Linked DNA regions of Mus musculus: region 2 is linked to region 1. Evidence: chromatin contacts called from public ChIA-PET data. All regions are on one chromosome and are shown on one strand. Each heading gives the region's core, a stretch centred on a gene start, on an enhancer-like site or on the middle of the called end of the contact. The rest is flanking DNA. Distances are from core to core; before and after follow the strand shown. Region 1 holds the start of AI597479 (expressed sequence AI597479). Region 2 has its middle 46 kb from the start of Tpp2.

The links. ChIA-PET counts read pairs in DNA pulled down with a chosen protein or histone mark.
Region 2: an RNA polymerase II ChIA-PET map of memory CD8 T cells shows a contact between it and region 1, with 18 read pairs. The contact joins the enhancer-like site here to the promoter of AI597479 in region 1. A contact is called at or near these places in 2 of 484 Hi-C or Micro-C datasets (CD4 T cells and CD8 T cells), 6 of 115 datasets of contacts at active chromatin or transcription factors (the 230-238 cell line, double positive thymocytes, large pre-B cells and 3 more) and 1 of 9 other capture datasets (macrophages).

Annotation. Positions count from the first base shown.
Region 1 is chr1:43,095,564-43,101,889 of GRCm38.p6, reverse strand. It overlaps AI597479 (expressed sequence AI597479), which reads right to left and starts at 3,180. Exons shown (of 4, transcript NM_133818.1): 1 at 3,028-3,180; 2 at 1,009-1,175. The coding sequence starts at 3,126. It also overlaps a transcript of Tgfbrap1 not described here.
Region 2 is chr1:43,885,140-43,891,465 of GRCm38.p6, reverse strand. It overlaps the pseudogene Gm19587. Among named protein-coding and RNA genes, the nearest start is that of Tpp2, 46 kb to the left of the region's middle. Within about 2 kb of position 2,800, at least 31 of the 459 cell types and tissues checked have an H3K27ac peak or open chromatin away from gene starts, as enhancers often do. A contact at or near this core is called in CD8 T cells and memory CD8 T cells, where this site is marked.

The DNA of each region.
Region 1 (6,326 bases), core at 1,931-4,430:
AAAGATGCATTCCACAGAACTCAAAAAGGTCAACAAACTGAAGTGCCCAAGTGAGGATGCCCCAGTCCCACTTGGGAGGGAGAAGAAAGCAATGACAAGTGGGGAAGGAGGGAGGGACCTGGGAGGGAAAGGGGGGCGGGGGAGAGGGGAACCTGATCTGGTATTGGGTGAGGAGAAAGGACTAAGGTCCTGAGGGCCAGCAGAAAGAATGGAAACAGACATCCTTGGGAGATAGGAGGTTTGGGTGACCCTCCAGAATGCACTAGAGACCTGGAAGGTGAGAGACTCTCAGGGCTCAAAGGGAGGGACCTTAGATGAAATGCCTGACAATAGGCAGAGGGAACTTATAGAGCCCACCACCAGCAGGCAGACAGGGCACCAAATGAGGGAGAGGGGGCCATCCCAGAGTCACAACTCTGACCCATAACTGTTCCTGTCTGAAAGAATTACAGGGATGGAAATGGAGAGGGGCCTGAGAGAAAAGAAGGTTCAGTGACAGGCCCAAAGTGGGATCCAGCTCAAGAGGAGGCTGGAGAGGGGATTAAATATGGAGGGTAAAAAATTAATTAATTAATTAATTAAAAAATATGTCATCATGTAGGGCCATGGATGTCTTAAAACCTCATAGTTTCTCATCTCAGAGTAAAGGCAAATCCTCAAAATTCACAAGCTTCACTTGATCCCACCATCCCAAGTTCGTTCACAGAAGGTATTTTACCTCCCTCTGTCTCCATTCCTGGACTGATGTGTGACAGACACATTGCTGACCCAGACTCTCTCAGTGTGGAATCCAGGGCACAGCTCTACTTCTTACAGTTCCTCTCCACTAAAGCATGAGAAGAGGGACGTCAGTGTCACCCACAATCATAGTACCTGGTGCTCATCCTCAGAGACCAAACAAATGACTTTTTTTTCCCAGCCTAAGTTTACCTAGTGGGGGTAAAAAACCCAAACCAAAAACCCTTTTAGTCACAAAGGATTAGATTATCAACCACAAAAAAAAAGTACCTTTTGGTGTCATTTTTCACTTCATGATGCTCTCTTTTCTTCTCCATCATCTTCCCCCATCTATTCTTTGGCAAATCCCTCTGAGGCAACGGTATGGCATGCTGGACGTAAAGGTCGGTAAGGTTGTCTTTGTTTACCCTTACTTCATTTTCAACTGCTATGTTCTTCTGTGTGAAAGAAAACAAAAATAACTTCAAAACGCCATCTTTCATTTAAAAGCTGCCTAGCCATGTAACACGGTGAAAGCGTTATGCTTGAGTAAATTATAAAGCTACTTTCACACTCACTAAGAGCCAAACTGTATTATTAGATAGGGTATTAAAGACCCATTAAATTCTATCAAGTTCAGCTTCATCTTAGAGTGACCACGTGCCCTCACTGAGAGGACTGCTGGCCAAGTCCAGAAGTAGAGTCCATTTAGGCATATATTCCACCACCTCACTACCTTCTTAATCTAAATAAAAATGGGACATTGCCTGAGAAAAACAGATTAAAAAAAAGCAGCTACTGAGTCGGACCATTACACTGGTGGAGTAGGAGCTCAGTCTCAGTCTGTGTTTATGTCTCATGTTTCCTTTAATGTGGTGGGTGCCTGAATTTGTTTTGTCTTGGTGCTGGTGTCTGAACCCAGTGCCTTAAGTACACCAAGTACTGGCTTTATTATGGAGACCCCCCCCCCACCTCCAAAACACACACACACACACACACACACACACACACACACACACACACACACAGCACTACTGCAGAAGAAAACTTAACTCTCCATTCTGATGACAGTAACAATAGACCATTAGCAGTCTGCCCCACCGCATTTTCACCATTCAATTCACAGTCCAACCATTTAGGCATATTTATATATATATTTATATGCCTAAATAACTTAAATAACTTATTCTCTCTCATATCCCAGTTCTGTCTCAACATCTTGGAGCACAATATTGCAAAAACACACAGGAAAAATTGGGGAAACGTATGCTTTGCAAAAATGGAAAAAAAACAAAAACAATGCCAGCTGTTTAGTTTGATTTCATTTTTAAGTTGTTGAATCATCTTATTCCTCTTTCATACAGTATATTGCTGGCTTTCAACTTGCATTTACTCTGGGATGGGAGTATCTGAATACACTTGGACAACATTCCCAGAGGATGTCATCTGCTTGGATGGCACTGAAGGGGCTGCCTTCTGGCAGCAGTGCTTACAAGTGCTGTCCTTGGGTCATCAGCAAGAACTCGTTAAAATACAGTATCAGGGCACATTTGGAACGAACTTAATGAGAAGCAGATGATGGGGCTCAATAACATGTTTTAGTAAGCCTTTGATTATCCTGGTGTGAGTAAAAGATTGAGAATCACAGGTTAAAAGTCATTATTAAAATAGTGACTGAGAACTTCAAGAAATTAGAGAAAGATACGGTACTGGGGGGGCAAAACCACATGGAATACAAAACGTGCCACATAAAACTCTAAAGAAACTTTCAGCAGTTCTGCCATTTTAAATAAAACATCACACTTTTCTTTTATGATCTGCTATTATCTTAGGTCACACCGCAGGGGCGGCGGGGGGCGGGGGGGGGTGCATGCACCACCTGGAAAGCTAGGTGCTTTAAGTTCTCCAAACGGTTACTGTGTCCTGATAATGATCTTAAGAAGTAGGTCCATCTCTCTGAGACCCGAGTGTCTGTCTCTAAGAGAGGCGAGAAGCTACCTAACAGACTAATTTTCAGATGTTTTGGATCCAGCCCTGATTGCCCCAGACTTCTTCCCTCCCGGTCTGTTCTTCTAGTCTATCTCTTCCGCAGGCCGTTGCTTGCACACAGGCAGCGGAGGTCGTCTGTCACACCCTTTCCGAGCTCTAGAGGATTTCCCGGGGGTTCCAGTCACTCTCTGGAGGCTTCCTTTGGGGATCAAGGGAGGCAAGCCCCATCCGATCAGTGTGGGCGGGGAGCGGCCACGAGCCTCCCGCAGGCCTGCCTGTCCCCGGCTGCCCGTCCGTCCTCGGTCGGCCCGAGCGCCCCACCTGCTCCAGGGTGAGGAGGAGGAACTCCTGGGATAGCAGCTCAGGGTGCAGCAGCAGCTCCGCGTCCGTACAGCTGCGACCGCCCACATCCCCCGCCATGGTTGTCGCCAGGAGACCCCCTGGCCGGCCTCCCACAAGGCACTGCGGCGGAAGCGTCGCGGAAGTGACGTGAGGGGGCGGGACTCTGGTGTCACTCAGCGCGCCCGAGACGCGATGCTTTTCCCAGAGAGTAGAGTTTATGGCTGGCCGACTCGGCTGACGCACCTCAGCCAAGAGGACGAACTGGGACTGAGAGCGGAGCAGAGTCCTGCCCGGGCTGCGCCGAAAGCACCGGAGGCTAAGCAACGCGAGCTGGCCGCCATTGGTCCCGCCCCCTGTGACGTCCCATGGCAGAGGCCTCAGGGATTCTCCCGACTGCGTGGAGAGACAGAATGGAACAAGAGGGCAGACAGCTGTGACCCCAGATGGCATTGTCATGTCTGAAGCCATGCTTCTTTTCGCTTTTTACAATGTCTCAATCGTTTATTGCCTAATCTCCCTTCTACATAAAGTAAGCCCAAATAACACTCTGTAATCCCCTCTCCTCGGACATGGTAAGCATCAAGTATTGTTCCCTGGAAAGATCTTTAAACCGACCAGCTTACGTGTGGGAAATAATAAGAGAAAGTAGTAGCGCCAGTCCAGCGACTGTTACACTACTCCCCAGATCAGCCTGATGTGCTACTAGAATGCTTGTTTCTGGTATGAGGAAAATGAGCAATAGGACGGATAATTGGAGATCACAGACTGGCAGTGACAGGAACCAAGCAAACTGCCTTTGCGCTTACTAATAATTACAATGAAGTCGTGGTTTTTACTTTAACAAAATATTGTAGGCTTCAACTATATTCTAGTATTTGTGTGAGAAATCTCTTTCATCATTCATAGGAGACAGAGTCCTCAAGTTTTTGCACATTAAAAGGTTGTACTTCATACCTGTTATGAGAGCATAGTTTGTATGCTCTATAATGTATCGTTTTATTGGAAACTGTTGCATTGTTTATGAAAATATGAACTACTAGGAGTCTACCAAAAATATGCTTGAAAGAGTGCTGAAAAATAAATGAGATGTTAAATTAGTAATGAGAGACATCTTGTAAAATTTTCCAGTTTATGTGATGCTTTCAGGGAAGAAACAATTACAGAGCTGGGAGGAAATTTTAATGTTAGTGCTTAAAAATATTCAATCCAGTCCTTTTATTTTTGTGTTTGGAAAGCTGATCTAAGTGACCTTCCCTGAAAGGACAAGTCTTAAAGCTGGGCCAAATGTTCTCAAATGGGATTAAATGCCTTAGCTTTGTAACATTATTGTGCTAGTATATATTCAAATTAACCTTTATATTGTCGTATAATAATGAGTCTGGCATGGATGGCATCATTGGCTCCATTTCCTTCACTATAAGGTTATACTAGTTGCTAGAGTAGCTGTTTTGCAGGAAACTTGAACTTACAACCAAACCCAGTTTTCACTGGGTAAGCTGAGCTGGTCTCACGCCAGTTTCTTCAGGAAACTGCTGAAGAATAATTGAAATAAGGATTATACATGAGGTATGTGTACTTGTGAAGCACTGAGGGATATTAGAAAGTTACTGATCATAGAACTCTAAGAAGGGGCAAGGGGGTCAGTTTTTAAGTAGCCCAGGTATGGATGATTCCCAGGACCACTGAGGGCCCGATTCCTCTCCCTTAGAGCTTTTTAATCTCTGAGATAAAATTATTCTTGTCTCACCCTGTTGTAAAGATTGCACCTAAAATATGTCAAATGCTTCTCCAGTTGCTTCCACCTGGACATTTGTACCCTGTTGATTGACATCAAGGGAGAGAAGTAGCAAGAAGGTGGTGTCTGAAGCAGCCAGTTTCATGTCTGGAAATGTGGTCCCAAGTACTTGCTCCACTACTTGTCTTTGTGGCTTTTTGGACTCAGCACTCAAGCTGACACTTTAGACTCTTCATCTGCAGAAAATTGTGACAGGTAAGATCTGTCTGTTTTTACTCCCTCTATCCATGTAGTACTCAAAGCATACCCTGACCTAAAATAAATGCATTAGGTGACTCTGAGGAGGAAAAAAAAACTGTAGTTTTGGACACACACACACACGGACACACACACATGGACACACACAAAAACCAAGACTGAGAGTGAAAGAACTGTAATGAGTTCTATGGATGTAAAGATGGATATAAACTAAAGTGGATATATGAATATCCATCCTACTCCCAAGGGAAAGGGGACTTTGCTGACAATGCCTGCCTACTTCTTCCTGGACAGAGCCTCTACTGAGTGGAGCTCTGGGGAAATTTTAGACTCATACTTCAAATATGTCTAGGTAGAAGGGCTGCTTCGAGAGAGTTCACCCACACCATATAATAACACCAAAACTCCCAACCTGGGAGCCAGGAACCCAAAGACTGAAAACTAGCTACCAGAGTGGAAAATGCCTACCTCAGGCCATGAGGACCTGATGCCACTGGCATCTTATTGAGAGCATTGTCAGTATAACACAATAGGCGCTTCAAACAGAAAGAAGATTTTATTCATTAATATTCTGATTTGGCAACTCTAGTGAACAGAGACATGGGGGAACTGACTAGCACTGAGCCACATGTCATCTTACAAGATGGTGAAGGAGTCAAGTTCCCTGAATCTCAATTCACTCCCTCACCAGGTTCACCAGTACACATCATGCTGTATTTTGTTTGTACTCAATGGGTTTTGGGGGCCAGGATGATGGTATATGCCTTTAATACTAGCTGAGTTTGAGGCAAGTCTGGGTTACATAGTGAAACCTTGACTCAAAACAAAAATAATAAATAAAAATGTTTGTAGGATGAATAACTCAGGAGAAAAATATTCACTAAGGACTTTGGGTATTAATTCTCTTTGTAAAGTAATACTTAAGGTATGCTATAAATGTACCCATCATTTATGTATGTATGTATGTATGTATTTATTTAGTGTTTGGATATTTGGTCTGCATTGTTGCCTGTGCACTTTGTATGCACCTGGTGTCCACGGAGGCCAGAATTGCGCACTGGATTTCTTGAAACTGGAGTTAGAGGAAGTTGTTAGTGGCCATGTAAATGCTAGAAATGGAACCTGGGTCCTCTGGAAGAACAGCTAGCATTTCCCCTACAAATTGGTGTTATTTGTCAGCAATATATCTGAGCTTAAGGCAAGAAGCATCAATTCACATTCTGTATTGGTGCTCTTAGCTATTAATAGTTATAACACTATTAATTGTAATGGTGAAGTTTCTCAC
Region 2 (6,326 bases), core at 1,551-4,050, 790 kb before region 1:
ATTGAATCTGTAGGTTGCTTTTGGTAAAATGGCCATTTTTACTATATTAATCCTGCCAATCCACGATCATGTGAGTTCTTTCCATTTCTTCAAATTCTTTCTTCAGAAACTTGAAGTTGTTGCCATACAGATCTTTCACTTGCTTAGTTAGAGTTACACCAAGGTATTTTTTATATATGTGATTTATATATATATATATATATATATATATATATATATATATATATATATATATATTTATTTAAAGGGTGTCGTACCTCTTGTATTCTGCTGGTGATGCTTGTATCTGTGACTCCTGTACTCTTTCCTAGGTTTTCCATTTCCCCTTTGAGTTTTCTTTAATGATTCTATTTCCACTTTTAGATCCTAAATGGTTTTGTTCAATTCCTTCACCTGTCTATTGCATTCTCCTGTATTTCTTTAAGGGATTTATGTGTTTCCTCCTTAAGGGCTTTTAGCTGTTTACCTGTGTTCTTCTGTGTTTCTTTAAGGCAGCTATTTATGTCCTTCTTAAAGCCTTCTATCATCTTCATGAAATGAGAGTTTAGATCTCAATCTTGTTTTAAGGGTGTGTGTGGGTACCCAGGACTTGCTGTAGTGGGATAACTGAGTTCTGATGTTGCCAAGCCAAATTGATGTCTTTTGTTTATGTTCTTATGCTTGCCTCTCACCATCTGGTTATCTCTGTTGTTATCTGGGTTCCTCGTCTCTTACTGGGGCCTGTCCATTCTGTGATCCTGGGGGAGTCCAGCTGCCACTGGTGTTTGTGCTCTGTGGGATCAGGTCTCTGCTACCAGCAAGCAGAGCTGGGAAGCAGAAGGTGCCTGTGACTCTGACTGGGCAGGGAATCTGCTTCCCCAGGTCACAGGGATCTTGATAAGCCAGGTCTCGGGGCAGGGTATAAAGTCTCAGCTATGAAGCTGAATGTGTCTGCATACCTGAGAAGTCGAGCTGCTTCTGGGGTGTGGGATGTGTGGGGATGGGTCTCTGCTCCTGGCAAGCACAGGTGGGAACTGGCTAAGTTCTGCTTTCTAACGGATTTACTTCAGTATGGTAATATAATTTGTCACTATTTTCCTGTATTTTCATTTATGCACTTTGCAGAAAACCATACAATTCATTATAGTTGAAAAAAAAAGTAATTTAACATAAATGCTACATAAATCACAACACAATATGCATGCCTGTATGTTCCTGTCAGTGCTAAAAATCAGGGAGTGTTTCTTTAAATATTCCCAGGTACAGTTACTTTCAAATATCTTAGGTAGTAAACATGTATTTCTAAGAAGACAACAAGACAGCACCCAGAGGAACCTGGACCCCCAGGAGCTCTAACATGCCAGGAACATAGCACACAGAGGAAGCTGGACTTCCAGGTGCTCTCACACAACCCAGGATCATAAGATCATAGGGTCACAGGATCACAGGATCTCAGGAGCTTTGTCACACCATGACGTCAGCATCCCAGAGGCAGCTTGACTCCCAGGAGCTCTTATACCCAGGATCTCAGGATCACAGGATCACAGAGACAACTGGACCCTGAGGAGTCCTGACACAAACAAGATAACCGGAGGGACAGGCCCCAGGCAGAGACAGTGAGTGCAGCTAGCACTAGAGATATCCAGAGTTCCCGTGTACAGTTAGCTTTGAATATCTTAGGCAATAAAGGTGTGTTTTTAAAAAAGAAAACAAGGTTTCTCACAAGACATGTCATGTTCAACACACATTAAGTAAGTTCTTTTTTTTTAATAGTTAAGAGACTTTATTCTAACAGCTATAATTACAGTGCTTGTAGAAATGAAAACTGAAAACAAGTATACAAAACAGTTGATTACTAATTGTGTATTGAAAGCGGTAAGAGGTTCCACGACACCAAATAAACCAGTTCTGAGATTTCCCCAAGATAAATTTAACAGCTCCAGCTTCTTCAGTGTTTATCAAAATGCAAAAGAAAAAAGTAGAGGTCGTCTTTCGATGGCAAATCGGACCCTTGCAGGCTGAGGGAGGAAGCTACTTCACACATGGAGATGGGGGTGCTCCAGGATGTGGGTCTGTAATGGGCCGACCCTCCCACCTTGCACGCACTCCTGCTGGTGAGACCCAGGCCTCCTGCCAGCGCGTCCAAGTGGGCCCAAGAGTAGGCTGGGTATGCAGGCTGCCACTGGGCCTTGCACACACCAAGTACAAGCCAGGCCCTGCACCCCACAATGGCTCCCAGCCTACCCTACGTAATCGTGTGAGCACAAGTACAAGCACAATGCTATGGAATGCAGGTGACCCAAAGACATGCGAGTCACGGGGGCTCTACTGTGACCATGCGGCGGATGATGGTTTGTTTGTCACCTTCTCTCCTGTTCCCACAGCGAGACAGGTGATCTGATAACTAGCATTCAGGCCATTAACTGCAAAACCTACACTAGGCATAGTCTCCGTTCTGTGTGTTCAAGTGTTCTTGTCCTGAATTTTTAACTATTTTTTTAAAAAAATGCACTGAGTTTGGGTTAAAAACCAACCACCAAATGGATACCGACACCAGTTTACAGCCCAATGGCTCCCGGAGGCCAGGTGCCCCTACACCCAAATCCCTTCTCAGTACTGACAGTGAGTTGATTCTCTTTTTACAATAAAAAAGCTAAGTAATATTGCATAGGAGTACCAGAAACTGCCTCAGTGGAAACAGAAACTATTTACATTAAATAAAAACCTGGCTGCAGGCTGCGTCTGCACATGTACAGCACGGTGCGATGCACAATGTGACCAACCCATGGAGACAGCTTCTGGCACTTAGGACCACAGAGTTGCACGTTTGCCACATGAGAGGAAAGCTGAGGGCAGAGAAGAGGAAGTGAGGGGGATGGAGGGGGTCTGGTTCACTTCTGGTTCCGGAGCTGATTAGACAGCCAATCTAGTCCTTCATAGAGCCTGTCCCCGCTGGTGGCACAGGTGGCCTGAATGTACCAGTTCCTGTGGCGTAGAGAGTGCAGCCCCAGCTTGTGACCGCTGTGATTTTGGCCGCTTTCACGGCATTGGGGAGGTTCTGCTTGCTGGCAAACACCAAGAGAACAGCATCTCGGAGCTCATCTTCAGCTAGCATCCTCATGAGCTCTTCACAGGCCTCGTTCACACGCTCTCTGTCATTGCTGTCCACTACGAAGATCAAGCCTTGGGTGTTCTGGAAGTAGTGGCGCCACAGCGGCGGGATCTTGTCCTGGCCGCCCACATCCCACACAGTGAAGCTGATATTCTTGTATTCTTGTATTGAAACCAATAGTGGGAATGGTGGTCACAATTTCGCGCAGCTTCAGTTTGTATAGAATTGTTGTCTTCCCTGCAGCATCCAGGCCCACCATAAGAATGTGCATTTCTTTTTTGCCAAAAAGGCCCTTGAAGAGGTTTGCAAAGATATTCCCCATGTTTGTGGACAGGTGGAATCGATATTGGCCAAAGACCTCCGTGGCGGCTGCTCCCAGCCAGGCATTGGTTTCGCTCTCCATTAAGTAAGTTCTTACTTGCATTTTAGTCTGCAACACTGTATGTCATTACTTTATTGTTTTTTTACATGCCCATTTCACAGAAAATTGTCCAATGCGTTATAGCTTTAAAAAAGTACTTTAACATAGATGCTACACAAAACACAGTACAATGTGAATGCCTGTGTATTCTGCGCTGTGCTAGAAATCAGAAGGGTGTTTAGTTTAGAACTCCCATATATACTTAGCTTAAACATCATAGGAGGTAAAGGTGTGTTGTTAAGAAGAAAACAAGAATTTTACTCACAATAGATGTCATATTCAAATTGCATAACATTCTTATTTATAATTAATTTACTTTATATGGGGTACTTTATGTCATTACTTTCATATATTTTTGCATACACATTTCACAGAAAACTGTAAAATGATCTACCGCTGGAAAAAAAAAGTTCTTTAACATAGACGCTAGAGAAAACACAGTACAACGTGAATGAATGCATGTTCCTCTGTGTGCTAATAACGAGAAGAGTGTTTTTTTTAAGTGTTCCTGAGTACATCTTAGGTGGTAAATTAATGTTGTTAAGAAGAAAACAGAAAATCTTCTCACAGTAGACGTCATGTTCAAAAGGCATTAAACAGTTCTTATTCTTATTGGATTTTCTTTAGTCTGCAACACTGTATGTCATTACTTTAATGTATTTTCACGTGCACATTTCACAGAAAATTGTACAATTTGATATAGCTGGAAGAAAAGTACTTTAACATAGATGCTACACAAAACACAGTACAACGTGAATGTCTGAGTGTTCCTCTCTGTGCTAATAACAAGAAGTGTTTGTTTTAGTGTTCCCGTGTACTCTTAGCTTTAAACATCTTATGCAGTAAAGGTGTGTTTTAAAGAAGAAAACAAGAATGTTGCTTACAATAGAATCTTCCAAATGCATTAAGTAAGTTCTGTGTTGTAATTGTTGGGACCTCCCCTCTTGAACCCTAACTGAGAAAACGCCTTACATCTGGGTCTGCTAGAGGCATTTCCTCAGCTGAAGTTCCTTTCTCTGTAATAACTGCAGCTGATTTTAAGTTGAAATACAAAACCAGCAAGTACAAGACATCATCTTCAAAATGCCTTATGATCTTATTTTAAATTATTTTTCTTTACTGTATTTTCACATGCACAATGTGAAACTGTACAATGCATTATAGGTGGAGGAAAAGTACTTTACAGGATCAGAGGGGAGGAGGACACATCTGCCTGCCCCATCACCAGAAGGAACTGGTACCAGCAAGACCTAGGAACCCAGGAACTCTGCCCGACCAGTGACACGGGTTCCTTCTGGTCTGGGCAGGTGCCCTGTACAGACCTTGAGTTTGAATTTCGCAGCCAGTCCCACAACACCCAGAGGAAACTCCATTCCCAGGCATTCTAACATGCTGAGTATCATAGGATCAGAGGTGTCCTGAGCAGACGTTGGGCTCTAACTCTGCAGCCAGTACCACAATACTAAGAAAAAGCTCCACTCTCAGGAGCTCTAACACATGCAGGTCCACAGGATCTAAGGATCCCAGTAGCTTGGTCACACCAAGATCTCAGGGTCCTGGAGGCAGCTTGATCCCACCCAGCTCCACCCAGGAGGAGCTCTGAATATGAAAGCATATTAGCCCCTTTCACTCAACTGTAAATCCTATAGAGATCTTTATAATTACTTATCTATATTGTATAAGAAGTCTCCTCATTTATCTTAAAGGCACATTTGTTATATTTGTTATGCACTATTTTTTTTTCCACTTAAGCTTAAGAAGTTCAGTTGGCCGGGACTAGGGCAGTGCAGAGTGTGTGCAGGCTTGGGGTCCTGTTGGCTAGATGCTCTATGTAGCACAGCAAACAAGGACTCACAGATGTATCCTCCCCCCCACCACACAACACACATGAAATGCATTGTTTTTAAAAGCAGACGAAATTACCCTTAACTCATAACTATCTTAATTATACATATAAATGTAAGAAAATGATTTCTTAAAAGTATCCTGTAGGATTTTTGCCATATTTACATACATTAAGCTTAACTATTTTTTAAACTTTAGTATGTTTACAGGATTTTTATTCTCATGAATAACCTTTCAAGGGGAAAGGCCATATATTATTTTTAATAGTACATCTTAGATTGGCTTAAGATCACAAACAGTAGAACACAGTTCTCTTCGGTGTGTCAAACATCTAGAAACACATGATTATATGAATTCAGCTGCTTCTAAGAAAGAGGAGAAGCAGTTGATAATAGAGATTTGGAAACAGAAATCGATGAATAAAGCCATGCATGCCTACTACACATGGAAACATAACTAAACCAACAATAGAGACAGAAACTGTCAGAAAGACCAAATCTGTTCTGCAAAAACAGCTCAGCACTGGGGTAAAGCATTTTTAAAAGTCAAGAGGACAGACAAACAAATAAAACTGTCTGACAGATACCAAGCAACAAGCACAACAATCACACAATTTTATTTCAAACTACACATTGGGACCGTGCTGAGCATGCACATGAGCTGTTTGTATTATATCAAGTTCTACTGCTCTCTGGGACAGTGAAATAAGCAACTAGAGTGAAACCCTAACTTCAAACGGTCCACTCTGGAAGGTGAGGTTCTCTTTCTAAGCACTGAGGTTGATTCAGGAACCTGTTTGTTTGTTTGTCACCAGGGAAAGAATAAAGTAATGCCATTATTGTTTGGTACTTTGGTACTTGGTAATCTGAGGGAGGACTGGAGTCCAGAACTTCCTCCAATTTCATTGTTTCTGTGCTGTTGACTGGGTTGGAGCAAACCACAAAGGACAGAGCAGAAAGCTAACAGACA